Linked DNA regions of Danio rerio: region 2 is linked to region 1. A link is a contact called in public Hi-C data. All regions are on one chromosome and are shown on one strand. Each heading gives the region's core, a stretch centred on a gene start, on an enhancer-like site or on the middle of the called end of the contact. The rest is flanking DNA. Distances are from core to core; before and after follow the strand shown. Region 1 holds the start of mrps33 (mitochondrial ribosomal protein S33). Region 2 holds the start of cnot4b (CCR4-NOT transcription complex, subunit 4b).

Region 1 (2,881 bases), core at 187-2,686:
TATTTTAGTATATAAGACAAGATAAACAACATTTTGTTTAGAATTTAAAGTTGTATTTAAGATGAATATAAATATATATTTTGAAATATGCAAGATAAATAAATAAGGATAAAATAATACATGTCTGTGTATTTTTACAATAAAATATAATATATAAATATTTTAATATATAAAAGTAATTTCAAAATATATTTATCATTTTGAGAAAACATTAGGTCAATATGTTCTCTAAATGCAAGTAGGTAAACAGATATAAATGTGTAAGGTAGAACGAAGAGTTTAACATTTTAAAAATAAAAATATTTATTTCTAAGCTTCTTAATATTTAAAGTTTTACTGTATCTGTACAGTTCACATTGCACATTGTTCTTAGTATTTTATTTGTTTGTTTATCAGTCTAAAGATTCTTAAATAAATACACATTTACCTAGTAAGCACTGTAATATAAGAAGTGTTGTTGTCTGAGAAATTGTTTAAAATTAAGCAATTAATCTCTCAAAAAGGTTACATTTCTCTAGATTTGGCAAACAGAAGATGTATGATAAAACATGCAGGCCCTTCTTTAGATGTATGCTAATATTTGTTTCTGTAATATTTTTTTTCCTCCCTTCTTTTTACACGTCGTTCTATTTTGTTACTTATTCCATTAGTCTGCCTGAGATGTATTTGGTAGCGCTGTATAATTGCTGCATTGTTTGCTAGTGTTTTGATGCATGTTCTAGTTGGTCTAATAGATAATAATAAGATAATTTTGTTAACATATATACAAGATGCACACTATTGGGTGTTGTTTGCATAAAAACTTATATAAATAAAGTTAAAAAAAAAAAGCAATAAAGTTATGATTAAAACAAGATCAGAAATCTGCCAATAGGCTTAGGAAAGACAAATCTATTTAATACAAAAGCATTTCTTTATTTTGCATATATCTTGATTTGTTTAAACATTTGTACTGGAAGACAAAAATATTTGAATGATTGAATGAATGCATGCATGCATCCATCCATCCATCCATCCATCCATCCATCCATCCATCCATCCATCCATCTGTCAGTGCATGCAACAATGTCCATAATGTTTGTTATACGTTGTGGAAGAGCGAATTAAAACTATTCAAGACCCACATAATGGCTGAATAAAATAAAGAGACTGGTTCTCAGTGACTAGAAAACAGGACAAAAAAATCTTCCAAATCTTTAAAAACACATACAGTATCCTGCATTTAATTAAGCACTCTGCAGATACATGGTATATTACTGATCAGAATATCGTCTGCTTACCCTTTTCTGGAATCCCCAAAGCAGGCCAAGCCAAATATATATATAGCTGTTATTATAGCGACATCAGTAACTGCTGAAAACACTTAGTTATGGTTATTTGACAGATCAACCTTCATTGGAGCAAACACACACTGGAGAACGTGAATGATACGCATGCGCGGAGGAATTCAGCGCTTGCCATTTCCTGTAGTCTGTCAGGACCTTGAAATGATAATGATAAGTGACATTTACTATGTCAGGCAACATTCGTTTAACACATTTACAATTTCCCCAGTTTAAATACTAAATGTCAAATAGAATTTCATTTTATTTTAATTAATAGCGGTATAGGTGGCAAGTTGCGGATTTATTTAACTAATGTTATTTGTAAAGAACACTGCATAAAGGACCTGACCATTGACGACAACACAGGAAGTTGTACGCCTGTGTGTAATCATCAAGATAAAAGTCCCCCATCATAAAATGTAAAACTGAGACAATATTATTATGAGTACATAAAAATACATATTATTCATATATTAAACATATGTTCTGTAGAAAATAGTTTTAATCTGTATTTCCCAATAATAATTGCAGGACTTTATTTATTTATGCTTTTGTTTGTTTATTTATTTTAATCAATTTTACATTATTATTTTTGTCATAAATTGTATTTACTTATTTACATTGTATTATTTATGAAATTTCAATTACGTTTTTGAAAAAAAAAATACATTCATATTGATCTCATCTAATATTTATTTTGCATCAGGTATTTGGATATATTTGTATTAATTTTGTTCATTTGTTTTATATATATATATATATATATATATATATATATATATATATATATATATATATATATATAATTTATTTATATTATGCAATTATGATCATAGTATATTATATGTTATATATTATTATATAGTCTTTTTTTGTTATCATAATTATAATTTCGACCCGATTTTCTATGGGTTTGTTTATTTTGTTTATTATTTTTTTAATAAAAAAATTTCCATTTTATTTAAGATAAAAACTTAAAAAAAATTTTATCTTAAATAATTCACTTTGATTTATTAATAAACATGTTTATTAATAATTTAATATGTTCCTTTTTTGTGCTTTGTATTGTTCTGTTTTGTGTTCTTTAAGCATTAATAAAAATAAATAGGGCAGAGTGGGGACAGCTGCAACTCCCTTCAGTTTTGCATTCCCTTCATTTTCCCATAGACAGTATTGTGTTAAATTGGCCATATAAATACAGACTAAAAGCTTAAAGAAACTGAAAATCTAGACTATAGCTTTCCTAAACTACATCTCTGAACTTTGAAATGAATTAATGAATTTTTTCATTTTATTTTTTTTTTAAATTGAATTACATTAAAACTGATCAAATTCAATAGTACATTGTTAATATGGCAAGCTTTTAAAGGAATTTGTGATTGGGGACAGTTGCAACGGCATGTTCAGCAACTTTGTCAACCCTGATCAAACCGTCTATGCTAGGGTGATACAATAACTTTAACGCTTGATAGCTATTCCTATTTAAAGCTTAGAAAACAGTTATTTAAATTACACAAATGAATAATGTTTTACAAAATCAGATTAGACAACCTTAA
Region 2 (2,825 bases), core at 73-2,572, 180 kb after region 1:
CCAAACAATGCCTGGTGATGTTCTGGAACATCTCGGTCCAACTAAAACTGGCCCACAGCGCAACTCAAGCAAAAGCCTACTTCATGAAGCATCAATTTAACTGGCAAACCTTGCATTACAATCAATATACACTGTTAAATCACACCATGCAACAAAAAGGTTTAAGGAAAGGGATTTTAAATTATGACACAACGTGATAATCCAAACCTGCATGACTTTCTTTCAATATAATCTGTCATTGCAGCTAAAAAGGCATTTTGTGTTCCACAGAGGCAAGAAAAAAAGAGTCTGGATCAACACTACGCAGCTTTAATCTTCAAATTGTTTACAAAATGCTTACATCTTAAAGACAATAAGCAGATGGTGAGCTCAAAAGGCCCATTGCTGACTGAACTGCATTATTAGTGCATACTCAACACTGAAACTGCAGAGTTCAATTAAAGTTGCAACCAGCACACACACAAAATCATCTTCTAATAGACGCTGGATTCATAACATTCCTTATGGAAAGAATGACAGATGCATGTGGTCAAAGAAAACCTGTAGCATGCACCTCCTGTCAAACCCAATCACACAATAATAAAGGGTGTGGACACAAATAATAAAAATAACTGCAGTTAACGGAGCAAATGTCAGACGTCATATAATAAAAATGATAACGCAATAACGCTAACTGACTGCCAAAATACAAAGGAAATTCCCTTATTGTCAAAGTACATAATAAGCATGTCCAGAAATGCAATGTTTCCTTGTTGGTGGCTTCCAGCTAGGCTAACACATATGGAAGTTATTCAACCGGCTGAAACGTGAACTGACATTTGTGTACATGAAGTATATGCCTTCTCAAAACACGTGTAGCAAATAATAAGTCAGTGTTTGGCAAAGCGATGGTTAATTTTCGTGTATTTTATTAAAAGCCGGTCAAACGGTGCGGCTAGCAGCTACTCAGCTAACATGACGGCTAACGTTACTCCGATTAAACACACACGACATGGGCATTTCCACAAGAAATGGACGTGTTTGGCAAGTAAGAGGGATGAGATGTGTAATAAAGAGGTGATCTGAAAAAAAGAAAAGCAGTTGAATGTGGAGGCGGTGGACAAGAGAGGCCTTGGTGGGATACTCACCCCTGTCTATGTGAACAGTCAGATTCACAGCAAATACAATCTATGTGAGCGGCTCAGGTCTAGCACAGCAGGTCACAGTATAAATTCCTGGGATGGTTTGTCCCTGCTCCTGTGTGATTTGATGCGAAAACACCAAGTCTTGTGTGTTACAGCCTCTCTGTAGAGCGACAGTGCCTCCTAACCACCATCTTACATTGAAATAGAAAGGGGAGGGGCGCGTCAAGTAGTGACTTTTCAGCGCATGCGCAGTTGATTGTGGGATTGGGTTTACTGGGTAATGTAGTGTTTGGGGTATTTGTTGTTGTTGCAGTTTTAGAACACATAACAAACAAGAGAAATAACAACATTATATTGACTTTAAACTGAATACAATTTAAAGAAAAAAAAAAAACATTACAATTATCCCCAGGACACATTTTAAAGCTTTAAGATAATAGCAGTTCTTTTTGTTTTGGTATTTTTTGTTTCTTTTATCGTAAATAAGCAATGACCTCTTTTGATTTTAAAGTGAGTAAAACTAGTTTTTTTCACTGTCCATTTACATTTAAGAATGAAAAATTGTCCATATATAATGATCAAATAATCAAGATACCAAATTTTAAAGTCAAATGCATTCTCATAAAAAAAATCATCTTTTTCTTTGAATTCGAACACAATATTTGTACTCTGCTTAATCAAAAAAGAAAATATCACAGCAAAACTATTGTGTATAAATACAATTATAAAATAAATGAACAATACTCTCTTCTTTATCATTACAGAAAGCACATTTTAAATCAGCATCTTTACTAAATTTTGCAATTATCTGTTTTACAGGATGATTATTATTAACAATTTTAAATGATACCTCTCTAATTTAATTTATAATAGAAAAACGTCTGGAAATCTTAAGTCTCGTTCAAGTTGACATCTTGAAATTGTGATCTCCAAAAACCAATGGTTGTATGAACACGGACAATCCAGATAATCAACGGATAATGCAGTGTGCAACATGCTGCACTAAAACTGTTCTTACTTGAACTGTAGCTATTCAATGATATTTTAGGGGAATGTAATTTTTTTTTGCATGAACTAATGATTTATAGCTTTATTGGCAAACTACGTATCATATGAATATACATTTTTTTTAGCTTCCTCAGGATTTATTTGTTTGTCAAGTTTTACCTATGAAAATATTCAACTGTTCAAAAAGACAAGGCTACATTAGGCTTAAAAAATATGCAAAGTAATATCTGTAGAAATAAAATCACTTGATATATGTTATGGCCTATATTAAGTCGTGTCTACACAATTGTATATGTCTAAAAATACTTTCATAATTGTCAATAAGGCTGTTAATAATAATAAAAATAATGGTTTTTATTATTATTATTAATAATATTATAGGAGTAAAATGCATGAGACAGACACCATTTCACATTTATCAGTATTTTATTTAAATTTGTATATTTATATGTACATATTTCATTTACATATTTTATTTCACTGCACAATTAAATTATTACAAACTTATATTTCTCATTTTATAGTTCTCATGTTTGACCCACTTCCAAAGTTTACCAGTAGATGGAGATGTAGGCTAATTATTTCAGAATGAAGACTTTTCATGTCCACAATATTATTTGTATCTCACACTTAAAAAACATCAACAACTAACAAATCTATGACCTATGAAGGATTGTAAAGTATTTTTCTGAA

What was found. A called contact is a pair of places that touch in the nucleus more often than the background predicts.
Region 2: a contact with region 1 is called in a Hi-C map of hematopoietic stem cells, with 2.9 times the contacts expected there. The contact joins the promoter of cnot4b here to the promoter of mrps33 in region 1. A contact is called at or near these places in 1 of 18 Hi-C or Micro-C datasets (hematopoietic stem cells) and 1 of 4 datasets of contacts at active chromatin or transcription factors (embryo).

Annotation. Positions count from the first base shown.
Region 1 is chr4:12,677,923-12,680,803 of GRCz12tu, forward strand. It overlaps mrps33 (mitochondrial ribosomal protein S33), which reads right to left and starts at 1,437. Exons shown (of 3, transcript NM_001002306.2): 1 at 1,281-1,437.
Region 2 is chr4:12,858,149-12,860,973 of GRCz12tu, forward strand. cnot4b (CCR4-NOT transcription complex, subunit 4b) reads right to left here and starts at 1,323. Exons shown (of 13, transcript NM_201169.1): 1 at 1,128-1,323.